Regions from separate parts of the Mus musculus genome. Here all the other regions are linked to region 1. The links are chromatin contacts, called in public ChIA-PET and promoter capture Hi-C maps. All regions are on one chromosome and are shown on one strand. Each heading gives the region's core, a stretch centred on a gene start, on an enhancer-like site or on the middle of the called end of the contact. The rest is flanking DNA. Distances are from core to core; before and after follow the strand shown. Region 1 holds the start of Cnbd2 (cyclic nucleotide binding domain containing 2). Region 2 holds the start of Acss2os (acyl-CoA synthetase short-chain family member 2, opposite strand). Region 3 holds the start of Ndrg3 (N-myc downstream regulated gene 3). Region 4 holds the start of Trpc4ap (transient receptor potential cation channel, subfamily C, member 4 associated protein). Region 5 holds the start of Tgif2 (TGFB-induced factor homeobox 2).

Region 1 (2,675 bases), core at 65-2,564:
TGAGAAAAGCTGTTTTCAAAAAAAAAACTTACCAGGTAACCGTTGGAAGAAGAGGCTATTTCCAACAAGATTACTGGGAAAACACTGTTGTCCAGTTGTACTGATTCCAGTTACTGATCTTTAAGCATAAAGTGAAACGAGAGTTCGCTTTCCTTGGCAATATCAGTTCTGTTGCTTGAGTTTGTTTTTGAGAGGGTCTACATAGCCCTGGCTGGAACACACTATGTAAAAACCAGGCTGGCCTCAGAGACCCTCCTGCCTCTGCTTCCTGAGTGCTGAGGTTTAAAGTATGAGTCACAACAACCAACTAAATAAAGCATTTAATAGGGCCAGTTATTTTACTGCTCAGCTTCGAAACCGCTGTGTACTGCCATCTGCTGAAGCTCGGATACTAGATAGTGTGAGGCAGAGGGGAGAATAGAAGGCTAGAAAACTGAAACCTCATTAACATGGCCTTTTGCAAAACAAAACTCATGCAGGTTTAGAAAAACTGAATGTGGTCTAGATCTAGGTAGATTTCCTGCCTAAGGGCACAGCTTCGCGCAAATGCAGTGGTCCAGGAATAGCTAATCAAAAGCCTTAATCTTACAGGTTCCCAGAATCCTCTAGCTATCAGCTGGAAAGGTGGGCAACAAGTTCGTAAAATAAACCCAATAAATAAAGAACGAACGCAAGACACAGCAGACATGGGAGCTGTCAAAATTCAACTTTTATTAACTCAGGGGTAGGGTGTCAGTCCAGGGAGCCCCAGGCTCCGCCGCTCAGCCGGTGATGCGCACGTCCGCGCGGCGCCGCAGCCGCCGAGCCCGGGCCGCCTCCGGTAGAATGGCCTGCAGCTGCTCCTGCACCAGCATCTCCACGATCTGCTCCTTGGTGCGGATGTCCGGCCGCAGCCACTGGCGGGACAGCTCCCGCAGCTGCCGGAAGGCTTCCCGGGGCCCGGCCGCGTCCTGGTAGCGAAACTGCCGGAAGCGCTGGCGAAAGGTCTCGGGGCCGGGCCGAGAGGCTCCGGGCCGCAGGGCGGCGTCAGCGTAGGGCGCCGTGTTCAAAGCTGCGGGCGCGCCGGGGAGCTCCGGGGCCGGGGAGCTCCCGGAATCGGGCGACGGGGCCGCACAGTCGCCGGCTCCTTCCTGCTGCTCGGGAGGCGCCGCGGGGCTTTGGGGGTCCTGGCTGGGCTGCGGCGCCGCCATGACTACGGCTGTTGGCGTCCCCCTTTGTTTCGCAGTCCGGCGCCTCGCCTGCGTCTGCACCGGAAGGAGGTAACAGAGGGCCGCTGAAGGGCAGGGCCCGGGCACCCCAGCGGGACGCGGACTCAGGACAGGCTGCGGGCAAGCCCAGCTTACCTCGACCCGCGAAGCTCCTCGGTGGCCGGAAATGAACCGATCCGCGAATCCGGAAGCCGCCTCCTCTACCAGTCACGTGAAGTTTGATCTGGGGAAGTCCGTAGACATCAGCTCTACTGACACTAAGGATGGCGGCACTGCAAGGTCCCCATTGGAGCCGGCGGACAAGTCGGACACGACAGAGTCGAAATCTGAGTCGGGATCGGATTCCAGATCAGAGGAAGACAAGGAGAGTCCGGCCTCGATTAAGGAGATAAAGGCGGAGACACCCCAACCGAAGGACCGCCCTGGCGTGCAGGTGACCTGCGCCTCCTAGGGTAGATGCTGGTCCCTACTTGACCAGGCAGGATCTGGGGGTAGCGCTGACAGTCCTGGGTAAAGGAGGGTGATGGTTGGCTAGGGGATTGTCGGAGCTTGGGCGGATGCCCTGGGTGGGACAGCGGGACAGGGGCTCCAATTACTTTTAAAAAGATCTCTCAAGCCCGTAATCCTAGAGCTAAAGGACACCTCCTGAGCTATAAATTGAGCTGAGAATCTCATTAAACACACACACACACACACACACACACACACACACACACACACACACACACACATATACTGTCGCCTGCATAGGTGCAATTGATTTCACTTTATTTTGAGAAGGACAAAGTATTTGGGCAAGAGTCTTCAGACTTTCCTGCCCCCAAACAAGTGCTCAGGGCTTCTTTGTCATTGTTTTTGCTTGTCCTCGAAAACCAAGAGAAAGAGATTCAGTGGGTACTACTTTAACTTTAAGATTAATAAGTGGGGGGCTGGAGAGATGGCTCAGTAGTTAAGAGCACTGACTCCTCTTCCAGAGGTCCTGAGTTCAATTCCCAGCAACCACATGGTGGCTTACATCTACAATGGGCTCTGATGCCCTCTTCTGGTGTGTCTGAAAAGAACAGCGGTGAATACATAAAATAAGTAAATACATCTTTGAAAAAAGTTTAATAAGTAAACTGTAATTAACGATGTCCCAGATGGTGGCCATTAGCTTCTTGTATTTACTGAATCTTTGAAAGGTAAATACCCCGAAATTGAGATGTATTAAAATGTAGAATTACGCATGTGTCTGTAGGAAAAGAAAAATATTTTGTATTTATTACATATTTGAGTATGTTATGTAATTTTGTATATATGGGGGTCAAATAAACTATATTATTAAATTTTACCTGTGTCTTTTTACTTTTAAAATACAACTACTTTGAAATTTTTAAATTACACATACAGTTTATAGTATATCTTTGTTGACTAGCTGCTGTCTAGAGTGTCGGAATCAGGTGTCAGGAAACATCTTTTCTTTGCTTT
Region 2 (2,675 bases), core at 93-2,592, 760 kb before region 1:
AGTCTTCTAAGAAGGTAGCATTTGAGCTGAGAGCTGCAAGACACGAAGGAGCCAGAAAGTGGCATTCTTCAGAGTAAGCCAGGTAAGCAGGAGTCTGGGGTAGAGGAAGAGCGAGAATGGCAGAGTGATCAGTTCTCTCTGCCCCATTGTACCCATGAAGGCCCCTCCCTTTCCTTTACCCCTACATGTAGGGCCTTAACCTCCAGGTACCAGGTAGGCTGTCCCTGCCTCACAGTTCTTCCCTGCCCATTCCTGTCTTCCCCCAGATCTGCTGGAACGAAGGGGTTGACTTATGGTGGCATGAACTCATGCAGCAGGCAGGAGACGAGTGTGAGCCTGAGTGGTGTGATGCTGAGGACCCACTCTTCATCTTGTACACCAGTGGCTCCACAGGCAAACCTAAGGCAAGTGTGTGTGTGTGTGTGTGTGTGCATGTGTGTATGTAAAGGTGAGAAGCGAGTCTCCAAGGAAGCTTGGAGTGACCAACAGAAACAGTAGAATGAGTACTGGGAATTCGAGTGATAATGGGTGACTCAGATACACAACCTAAGAATGTGAGTGCTCAGTATACTTATGTGACATCAGGGTGTGGTAAAGGAGATTGAAGCGAGACAGATGCTGTGAAAGGGCATTGGAAAAATTAAAATCTTTAAGAAGGATCTTTTTCCAGCTCTGTGCAGGCTCTATTTGTTGGTCAGTAGAGGAGGACACACAACCCCAGCCTGAGGCCCCATTCTCCCCACAGGGTGTGGTGCACACAATTGGAGGCTATATGCTCTATGTGGCTACAACTTTCAAGTATGTGTTTGATTTCCACCCGGAAGATGTGTTCTGGTGCACAGCAGACATCGGCTGGATCACTGGTCATTCCTATGTCACCTATGGGCCACTGGCTAATGGTGCCACTAGTGTTTTGGTGAGATGGGAGCTGGGCATAGACAAAATTCTCCTGGGTGACCATTTCCCAAAGCTTCTTAGTCTAAAGAAGGGAAACTTATACAGGAACCCACTTCCTGGAGAAAGAGGAATTTTGAGGGGTTGTGTATCCTACTACGATGTTTCTTGACTTGTGTGGTCAGAGGGTAAAGATACAGTTGGTCATAAAGGGTGAATCCTGAACGTGAGGGAGTGGTAGGGAATGGAAAGACTATTGGGAAGAGCCCAAAATAACCAGATCTCATTCGGGTCAGTTTGAGGGGATCCCCACATACCCAGATGAAGGGCGCTTGTGGAGCATTGTGGACAAATACAAGGTGACCAAGTTCTACACGGCACCAACAGCCATCCGGATGCTCATGAAGTTTGGAGATGATCCTGTCACCAAGTAAGACCCTTCCCCATCTGTTGTCCCATAGGTGTCCTTCAGAGCTGAGCACGGTCCTTTGTGATGTTTTCTTCTATTGTCCCAACTTCCTGGGATAGGGGAGGGGCAAAGGAACTCTGACTGCATGTGCATTTTGGCTCCTAGTGGTTCTCAGAATTTTCCTCTCTTCCACTCTCCTGCTCAAGGCATAGCCGGGCATCCCTGCAGGTGCTGGGCACAGTAGGTGAACCCATCAACCCTGAAGCCTGGCTATGGTACCACCGGGTAGTAGGTTCCCAGCGCTGCCCCATTGTAGACACCTTCTGGCAAACAGAAACAGTGAGTAAGGGATTCAGGAGGCTAGGGATTAGGGACAGTGTAGGAAAAGAGATTCAATTCCTGACCTCTGACTTCCACAGGGTGGCCATATGCTGACCCCTCTCCCTGGCGCCACACCCATGAAACCTGGTTCTGCTGTGAGTAAAGTGCTTCTTCTGGTCCTAGGCTTGGCAGGGATAGGATGTGGGGGTGTTAGCCTATTAGAGTAGGGTTCTGGCCTGAGAGCTGGGAGGAATTTGGGGCTCTGGGGCTCTGTGTGAAGCTGAGACAGAGTTGCCTCATTTTTCCTTCTTGGATTGCGCCTCTCATTTGCTTTCAGTCTTTCCCATTCTTCGGTGTAGCGCCTGCAATCCTGAATGAGTCCGGGGAGGAGCTGGAAGGGGAAGCTGAAGGTTATCTGGTGAGAATCTGGCATCTTTGGGAGAAGAAAGCATCTGCTAAGGATACTTTGTTTTAGAGTTTATAACCTTATCTTCCCTGGTAGTTGCTAATACTGTTGAGAGTTTGTCCTCTGCTGAGAAACACCCAAGATTCGTGATGATAAATTTTTGGAGTCAGGAGAACTTAGTCTTAATCCTTCCCTTGATGTCCATTTTTAGAAAAAAGAGTCTTTGTACCTTAAAGACTAATCATGTAGGCTCTGGAGTCAGCCTGCCTGTATTCAGACCCTGATTTTCTGTGACTTCAGATAAGCTGTTACCTATTGTCTTTGAATGTAATTTAAGTCTTTAAAAAATAGTACTTTTATCTCCTACATTTTATTAAATTAGATAATCCATACAAAAGGGTTAGTCTGGAACTGCATAGTTAGTGTTCTTAAATGTTAGCTGCTGCTGTCTTTGTGGCTAGTACCTGTCAGATCTCAATCTCATTTCCCTTTTCCAAAATCACATTAGTAACAAAGGCAGGAATCTAAGCTTTCTAACTCAATCTAGAATTCTGCTGGCACAGAATTCTTTTGATTAGAAATTATTTATTCACTAATATAGCTTCCATTTTATATGATTTGTTTGTACCTAATTGAACCTGCTTT
Region 3 (2,675 bases), core at 121-2,620, 680 kb after region 1:
TTGGAACTCAAATCAAAGGAGGTGTCTTAGATTCTTCACCACCGTGTCAACGCTTTCTCGTTTTATCTTAAAGCCTGAAAATGCTCAAGACCAGCTTTGGAGCAGAGCCAGAAAGTCCCAAAAAGAGGTGATACTGGCTAAATCTGCTCTGTCACCTCCACAAGTCCAGCCAGCCCAGCCAGCCTAGTCCTGACAGCTAGAAAAGAAATGCTAATTATACCTTGGGGGGCTGGGGGGGGGACACCCTGGGGGAGGGGAGTGGGGTTGACGCAGGAGAGGCTTACTGTGTTCTACCAGGGAGCCACAGGGGAGAGCCTCTCAGCTTAAGCCATGAGGCTCCAAGTCTACCTGTGACATGCAGGAGAGCTCTGCAGGGGGAAAAAACGGCTTCGAGAAAAAGAAGGGAGAAAGCACTGGATAGGGAAGCAGCGAGGTACAAAGGTGAACCGATCTTAATAAAACCTTTAGCAAGATCCCTGGCACAAAGCGAGTATTTGGGAGGGAGCCAGTTCACGTTAACATCGCGATTGTTATCACAACAGCATTTCCACCGTACTGACCAGAAGATAATTCTATTCGTAGCCCACTTTTACGACCTTTAAAAGCAACTCTAGATAAATGACAAGTGTATTCCCCACCGCCCCAAATTTAAAGATACAAGGTCAAACCCCACCAGCTCTGGCTGTGAAAGCCCCACCGCCTCTGAGTTAAGAGAGCTGGCCGTGTCACTTGTCAGTTGCATGACCTTGGACGCGACATTTCACCTCTCCGTGCCTCAGTTTCTTTGGCTACAAAGTGGGCTTTAGACAAACCGTGGTCCTGTGGTCCCAGGAGAGAAGAGTGCCTCTGTGGCTTTGGGAAGAAACCCACAGAAGGCGAGTCCAGGCCCCTGTCAAAACTCTCTGGGCTGTGAGGGGCAACGGGGTAGGTGGATGCTCAGCTCTAGGAGCTCCGTGCTCCGCCGTGAGAGGCGGAGAACGGGTGACAGCCTCAGGGGGTTCCAGCGACGGAGGGTGCAGACCTCTGTAGCGACGCCGGACCCCAACAGGTCACACGCTGCCCTCCGCCGACTAGGTACCGGCAGGGGCGCGGGAGGCCGGGCTGAACGCGATAGGCTCGGGGGGCTCAGAGAAGGCCGACCGCGAGGACCCGGGGCTGGTCGCGTGGCCATCGGTCCGCAGCGCACAGAGGAGCGACACCCGGGCGGGCGTACCGCGCGGCGCGCCCTCCGCCCGCTGTGGTAGAGGCGCTCACTCACCTGAAGCGCTAGCGCGGGGCCGTCAATCTACAGCAGCAGCGGCAGCAGCAGCAGCAGCAGCAGCAGCAGCAGCAAGGAGGGGGGGCGCTGCGCAGCGCAGGCGCGCTGAGGATGCCGGGGGTTTACGCATGCGCAACGCGCCTGCTTACGCTAGGAACTACAGACAAAATGGTGGTCAGGCCTACAGAGTCTCTAGCAGCGCCATCTTGGCTGTAGTTTTTCTTCTTGCGGTGTCCCGGAGGCTGTTGCTCAGAACTGCCAGGAGGGGATGTGAAATGTTTTCTCTGCACACCTACCTCTCCCTCATGGTTGAATTATTAGTAAGCTCTTATGGGCCATGACATACTTGTTTTAACAAGGTTTAAAGCTACACTCAAGATCATCTGGCACTCCTGAGCCTCAGGGATTCGATTTCCAGGAATCAAATTCCTAGTCCTCTTCCATCTTTTACAAATGGCAGCCATATTATTTCCTTCTTGAGTAGAACAAGAGAGTTGGTTACTTCACACAAAACAAACAAAAAACGACTGAACATATTATTGACTCAACAATTAAAGATTTTCATTGTTAATTGTGCATATACGAGCATCTGTGCAGGGCAGTGATGTTCATATAAATGTAGCAGATTCCTACTAAAGACAGCTGCAGAATGTTGAAATGGGAGATTACAGACATGAATTCCAGTCCTCTCTACGAACAGTGCACATCTAAACACTAAGTCATCTCTCCAGACTAGAATCAAAACGTTGCCTGCATGTGCTGGCAACTTTTATGTCAATTTGAAATAAAGTAATTTGGGAAGAGAATCTCAGTTGAGAAAAGGCCCCTAGTAAATTGGACTGTGTAGTGTATTTTCTTAGTAATGACTGATAATGGGAGCACCCAGCCTACTATGGGTAGGTGGCCCTGGAGGGGATAACAAAGCAAGCTGAACAAGCCATGAGAGAAGCTGGGAAACAGCACTCCTCTATGGCACAAGGGTCACCATACCTTTGGGAGCTGACTCTTTCACAGGGCTTACATATCAGATATTTATATTTGATTCATAACACTAGCAAATTAGTTATAAAGGAACAACAGATAATTGTGTGTCTGGGGCTCACCTCAACATGAGCAACTTATGTTATTAAAGGGTTGTAGCATTAGGTAGGTTGGCCTATTATCAGTTTCTGCCATCTTCCTTCAGTGAACTGTCTACCTAGAAGGGTAAAATTAAACAAACCCAGGCCAGGCCCAAGCCAATCTGAATGAAGGCAAAACTAGTATTGAAGGCATTTTATTACATGATTTATATTTTTTTTTTTTTAAGATTTATTTATTACATGTAAGTACACTGTAGCTGTCTTCAGACACACCAGAAGAGGGCGTCAGATCTCGTTACAGATGGTTGTGAGCCACCATGTGGTTGCTGGGATTT
Region 4 (2,675 bases), core at 125-2,624, 620 kb before region 1:
CACCCATTCTCTCATCCACTCACCTAATTCCTGCCCGTCCCTCTCCCATCAACACTGTTTGGTTCCTTATGTAGTCCTCAAAACTATATACAAAGCTATCTTGAAATTAAGCTAATGTTTTCAAAGTAAGTTCTGGGATCACCTGGGAGAAAGAAGAAAAAGTGAGAGGAGTCACCTATCCTCATCTATTTATTCTAAGGTTGTGCCCTATACACCCCCCTCCCCCGCAACACACAGACACACACCCTACACCACCACATGTATAGGACATCAATCATTACACTTAATAAGCTAGACACTAAACAGAACAATAACTGATTACCCTTCAGCCCTTATATGCACCTGAAATACACTAACACTTGACACATCTATCTCCTCTGAATTTGACAATAGCCTTAAAGGGTGAATTAAATGAGTAAACAACGGCCCTGAAAGGTAACTTGCCCGAGGGAGAAAGAGAATAGGGCTTTGAACTAAAGTTCTTCCCCCAAAGCATGTATCCCTACGCTAGTAAAAGAGTCTTCTGCACCCGTTGGAGCTCAGCCTAATGTGAGATACAGGCGTGAAAGGGCAGACAACAAAGAAATATGCAATTACAGGCAAAGAAAATAGAGCATCAGAAAACGAATTGGGTGATCTGATAGAATAACAACCGGGGGGCCTACTTTAGAAAAGGAGGAGGAACGTTGAGGCCTCTGGGAAGATGACATTTATCATAAGCTTGGGAACCGTTTGGGGGCGGGGGGGCGCTGCAGTGAAGAGGACCCCGTCCTGCTCACAAGGGGCAAACACGAGACCAGTAGAAGATGAAGCCAACTCGCCAAGGTCCTCCAGACACGCAGACGTGGCGCAGGGAAATGAGGATCTAGAAACTCGGCCCAGGGCTTAGACGCGCCATCAATACCCCAGGCAGCTCGACTCCACTCGGCCCAGACCCGCAGGCCTCCAAGCTGGCCACTGCCCTCCGTCCCAACGCGGCTGACAGCGTCCGGACCGCACACAGGACAGCGCCGCGGCCAGCCAAGGGGGATCTGGACGGTCCGCAGCGGCCTGGAAAGGCCTCTTCCCCGGCCCCTGGCCAGCTCCAGCCTGGCCCGCCCCGCCCCGCCCCTCCGGGCCGGCCTCGTACCTGCACCGCCCGGACCAGGCCTCGGCCGGTGAGCTGGCCCTGCCGCAGCTGCAGCAGGATGTTACCCGGCCGCGGTCGACCTCCCCAGCCGCCCCACGCCGCCGCGGTAGCTGCCAACCGCCTCCCCCGGCTGGCCCCAGCTCCAGCCGCTGCGGGCGCTGCCGCCATGTCTCCTCGTCCGACAAACAGGAAGCAAGCGGTCCCGGAGCCGTGTCGATTTCTACGGGGCGGCGGAGGACTCTCTACATCGCCCCTAGTGGACTGACGCGGAGGTGCAAGCCGCGTGGCAGGGACTGTGCGTGCCCCGACGCCTTATGGGAACTGTAGTCTTTACCGAGGGGGAGCAGGTAGCTGAGATGTGGCTCTTCCTGGCCCTCCAGTTTGCTGAGTGGGATACCTCCAGCATTTCTTCGAGGTTGCTCCAAGTGGAAAACCAGTCACTATGTGCACAAGCTCTCAAAATTTTCGCTAGCTGGAAATGATGCAAGCCCAGTGTCCAGGGAAAAATTCTAGGCCCTAGGCCAGAGTTGACACTTGACACGTGTCCCCTTCCTTTTACAATTGACTTTAGCCAAGTCACTACACATTACCCCTAGCCCTCAGTCCATTCAATATTTAGGTCCTGGGAGCCAGACTAGTCAACTAATATTTTTATTACAATTAACAAATATGTGCTTTATGTAAATGAGACGTAAAGGACCATCAATGCTATTGCTTATTCGAAGAAAATGGCGAAAAATATTTCATTTACAGATAGATGTCAAAAAATAGTTCCTAAAGGCACCAGCTGTACTCCTCATACTGAATATATAGGTGAGGTGGAGGGCGAGGTGATAAGCAGAACAGCAGAGGGCCCTGTTAGGGGACGAGGGTTTCAGGGGACCACAGCTAATCCACACAAACAAATGTAGTTATTTATTTGGCAAACTGTATCCCCTATCAAATAGAATATTGCCCTCATTTTCCCCGCAAGTAGAACTGAATTCACTGGCTCCGACAAACCTCGGAAGCAGGGTGGTGCTGACTCTCCCCACTTTCTCTTCTAGGAGGCTATCTTGTAACAAAAATAAGTTGAGTGTGCCAAATTAGGATGCCATGAAGTTTGCTACTTGTAACTAAGGTGGCTATAATTTGTTGCCCAAACCAAAAGTCCTTAAAAAGTGAAATGATGTAATAAGTAACTTGCAGTGGAACAACAGCAGGCATTTGAGATCGCTGCCAAGGCAAACTAGACTGTGACTGACATCTGCATGCTACTTGCAAGGTGTGGCTCCCACTCGCTCCAGCAGATCACTGCCTGGTGACCTGGTTTAAGACAAAGAAAATAGGATAAGGAGAGATGAGTCAGTGGGTAGAAGCACTGGCTGCCAAAACTGACGACCTAAGTTGTTGGGTCCAATGAACCCATGTTGGTGAAAGGAGAAAATAATTCCTCCAAACTGCCCTCTAATCAATCTCTCTCTCCCTCTCCCTCTCCCTCTCCCTCTCCCTCTCCCTCTCCCTCTCCCTCTCCCTCTCCCTCTCCCTCTCCCTCTCCCTCTCCCTC
Region 5 (2,675 bases), core at 52-2,551, 530 kb after region 1:
TCCCATCTCCTTCATTCTTTCAAAGGTCTGTGGCTGGAATATGACTTGGCTAAGAAATTGCTTGTGACCAACTCTCTGAGACTTGGTGTCACCATCAGTAAAAAAGAGGGTTCTGGGCAATGTTTTTGATTTTGGATGGCCATCTTGGTTTCAAGGATTTCCAGGCAAGTCCGGCTTCTATGAAACCCACCTTAAGATGCTTTTAATCGGCATCCTGACTGGCTTAGGGCCTTCTGGTAGGAAAACTTAACTTTGGTTGCCAAAGTTTTTGTGACTACAGTACAACGAAAAACAAAAGCTTGAGTCTGCTGCAGCAATGACAGCTGTTGTCTCTGTCACTTAGCTGCAGCAGGTGCGCCACTCTTAAGTCTGACCCAAGACCCAAACTCAACAGTAAAATGATTAGAAGATAACAGCATTAAAAAAAATAACAATCAGGGAAGACTGTTCGGATGCTGTTGGTTCTGGCACGTGGGTCTCAGGTTTCTGGGCCTATATGATCACAAACCCAGAAAAGGCCTGTTAGCTGGAGTTAGGCTATGCCACACTTATGCAGATAGCAAGAGACAGACAAACAGTCAGGGAACTTGGACGCAAGGAAAACTTGAGGTAAAATGACCCTAGCCTGGACCGCTGGAAGCGCCTAGCCTCACCCTCTCCAACTGGGGTTAGCCACCAAGGGAAAGGCTCGGCTCTATCATCAGACCCACCTGGCCAAAGGACACTGGCACACGTGGTAAGGCAGGGACCAGCGAGTAAATGCGGCCACCTCCAAATTGCGACACGGTGCCTGCCTCACTCACGCTCCTGGGGTGCAGCCTGTACTCACCCCTGGCCGACCATCTGCGCTAGGCTTGGGGTTTTATCCCAAGTGGTCTTCGCCGCGCCGTTTGCCTTATGAGCGGACAAAACAACTGGTCCTTTAGCACCTGGGAGTTACTCTGAGCCGACTGAGCCTCAGTTTCCCCATCCCCACAAGGGCAAGCTCCCAGAGGAGGAGGCGAACTTACAAAGGTACGGGGACTGGCACCCTTTGTGCCTGGTAGTGCCCCCACCCCCATGGAGGAGCACACAGTAGGCGCTCCGGAAACACTCTCTGAAAGGAGGAGCGGGCCACTTCCTGCCCTGGAGCTGACTCCGGGAGCCCTGGTCCCACCGCTCCGCCCCGGGCCCCGGCCATGCGGCATTCCTAAGGTGGGTGGGCGCAGGAAGGAGGTGCCGCGGGCCCGCCCCCTCCGACGCGTGGGCGGGGCGAAGCCCCCTGGCTCTGCGGGCCCGCCCCCGAGGGTGGGCGTAGCTGGCCACGCTCTGCACAAAGTTTGTTTCTGCCTCGGGGCGGTGGGGGAGGGTGCGGCAGGCGGGATGGGAGGAGAGGGGATCTGACGTCAGGTCGCGAGGTGCTTTCCAGCCGCGAGCTGTCAGGCGGGTGTCAGACCCGGCAGGTACGCGGCGCGTTCCCCCGGTGCCCCCCGCCCCGGCCGGGTGGTCCCACACCCCACCGAGGCCGCGTGGGCCGGAAAGCCGCCAGGGAAGGTGAGTGCGGGGCGCCGAGGGGCTGGAGACGCGGGAGGAGGCGCGCGGACAACTTGGAAAGTTTCTTGGGGCGACGGGGCGGGGGAGGGGGCGTCGTCCCGGCGCGTGCGACAGTGGGTGTGTGAGCCCCGGGGGTGTGTGTGAGTCGGGACCGCGGAACGCTGGCGCGGAATGCCGGGGTTGGCGGGGGGGGCGCTGTTCGGGGTCCTTGAGGGAGGGCTCGGCTCCCAAAGCTCCCAAAGCTCCTCTGGGAGAGGGCAGCCGGTGCCCTGCAGCGGGGTGAGCGCGCGGGGAGCGGGTTTGTTTGGTTTCAAAAGTGCACGTTGCTAACCGCCGGCAGCCCCCCCCCCTCCCGCACGGCGACAGAGCGGGACCGGGGGCCGCCGAGTGACAGCTGGAGGTGGGGGCCGCGGGCGGGGCTCCGACGGAGAGGGCTTGGGAGCCCGCGCGAGTTCCCCTTTCCTTTGGAACAAAGGAAAGTCTGTCTCCGAGGCATCTGTCACTCCCAGGCGGGCCAAGGCTGTGGGGCGCGTGGGGCTGGCGACGCGGAGAAAGTTTGTGCGCGCCGGGACCCCGGGACCAGGCGAAGGGCAGCCGAGCGTCTTGCGGGGGCTGTGCGCGTCCCCGATGTAGGGGGGGCGGCCAACATGGAGTCCAGGCGCAGAGTTGGGGGGGGGGGGCGGCGCGGAGGTTGGAGCCCAGCCCCCTCTTTTCCCCTCCCCCTCCGGGCCGAGTTCGGAGCACAAAGCCGAGCGCGCACGCTCCGGCGGCCCCGCGCCCCAAGAGTCACCCTGCGCGGAGTACCAGGGAACGGGCTGGGAACTAAACTTTTTCCTGTCCCAAAATGGACACGTGAGTTTTTTTTTTTTCCTTGCAAAGTCGTCCCCCCCCCCCAACCCCCAAGCGCCGGGTGGCGGACCGACAGGGGAGCTGTTGCTCGCACCGTGACTCTGGTGGGGGACAGTTGAGTGAGGGTGCCTTGAGCGCCGGCGGATTCGTCGGCGCCCCATGAGCCATGTGCTCCGTTGCGTCTGGGCCGCGGGGGAGGCTGCGCGCTTTGTGTGAACTGCTGGGAACTCCAGCCTCAGTGTGCGGCCCGGGGGATTGTATCTGGAGCTGGGCGAGTTGTCAGAAAGTTCCTG

The links. Promoter capture Hi-C pulls out the DNA fragments that hold promoters and counts their contacts. ChIA-PET counts read pairs in DNA pulled down with a chosen protein or histone mark.
Region 2: a contact with region 1 is called in a promoter capture Hi-C map of the SN4741 cell line, with 3 times the contacts expected there. The contact joins the promoter of Acss2os here to the promoter of Cnbd2 in region 1. A contact is called at or near these places in 8 of 39 promoter capture datasets (the C10 cell line, the SN4741 cell line, cranial neural crest and 4 more) and 3 of 115 datasets of contacts at active chromatin or transcription factors (large pre-B cells, memory CD8 T cells and thymic regulatory T cells).
Region 3: a contact with region 1 is called in an RNA polymerase II ChIA-PET map of memory CD8 T cells, with 11 read pairs. The contact joins the promoter of Ndrg3 here to the promoter of Cnbd2 in region 1. A contact is called at or near these places in 2 of 484 Hi-C or Micro-C datasets (B cells and cerebellum) and 3 of 115 datasets of contacts at active chromatin or transcription factors (memory CD8 T cells, pancreatic cancer cells and thymic regulatory T cells).
Region 4: a promoter capture Hi-C map of pre-B cells shows a contact between it and region 1, with 6 times the contacts expected there. The contact joins the promoter of Trpc4ap here to the promoter of Cnbd2 in region 1. A contact is called at or near these places in 9 of 39 promoter capture datasets (the 3T3-L1 cell line, the HPC-7 cell line, cranial neural crest and 5 more), 1 of 484 Hi-C or Micro-C datasets (CD4 T cells) and 2 of 115 datasets of contacts at active chromatin or transcription factors (bone marrow-derived macrophages and memory CD8 T cells).
Region 5: a contact with region 1 is called in an RNA polymerase II ChIA-PET map of effector CD8 T cells, with 8 read pairs. The contact joins the promoter of Tgif2 here to the promoter of Cnbd2 in region 1. A contact is called at or near these places in 8 of 39 promoter capture datasets (the 3T3-L1 cell line, 3T3-L1-derived adipocytes, the HPC-7 cell line and 4 more), 1 of 484 Hi-C or Micro-C datasets (embryonic stem cells), 2 of 115 datasets of contacts at active chromatin or transcription factors (effector CD8 T cells and memory CD8 T cells) and 1 of 9 other capture datasets (pancreatic islet).

The regions. Positions count from the first base shown.
Region 1 is chr2:156,311,159-156,313,833 of GRCm38.p6, forward strand. Cnbd2 (cyclic nucleotide binding domain containing 2) reads left to right here and starts at 1,315. Exons shown (of 13, transcript NM_027585.2): 1 at 1,315-1,641. The coding sequence starts at 1,375. It overlaps Scand1 (SCAN domain-containing 1), which reads right to left and starts at 1,546. Exons shown (of 2, transcript NM_020255.3): 1 at 1,344-1,546; 2 at 688-1,244. The coding sequence starts at 1,190. The coding sequence ends at 762.
Region 2 is chr2:155,555,588-155,558,262 of GRCm38.p6, forward strand. It overlaps Acss2os (acyl-CoA synthetase short-chain family member 2, opposite strand), which reads right to left and starts at 1,343. Exons shown (of 4, transcript NR_040613.1): 1 at 1,212-1,343; 2 at 1-33. Acss2 (acyl-CoA synthetase short-chain family member 2) reads left to right here. Exons shown (of 18, transcript NM_019811.3): 8 at 267-404; 9 at 746-916; 10 at 1,191-1,324; 11 at 1,510-1,642; 12 at 1,723-1,779; 13 at 1,962-2,042.
Region 3 is chr2:156,990,741-156,993,415 of GRCm38.p6, forward strand. Ndrg3 (N-myc downstream regulated gene 3) reads right to left here and starts at 1,371. Exons shown (of 16, transcript NM_013865.2): 1 at 1,259-1,371.
Region 4 is chr2:155,691,010-155,693,684 of GRCm38.p6, forward strand. It overlaps Trpc4ap (transient receptor potential cation channel, subfamily C, member 4 associated protein), which reads right to left and starts at 1,375. Exons shown (of 19, transcript NM_001163452.1): 1 at 1,130-1,375. The coding sequence starts at 1,297.
Region 5 is chr2:156,838,706-156,841,380 of GRCm38.p6, forward strand. It overlaps Tgif2 (TGFB-induced factor homeobox 2), which reads left to right and starts at 1,302. Exons shown (of 3, transcript NM_173396.3): 1 at 1,302-1,533. LOC115486128 reads right to left here and starts at 2,543. Exons shown (of 5, transcript XM_030252280.1): 1 at 2,477-2,543; 2 at 1,011-2,294. The coding sequence starts at 2,543.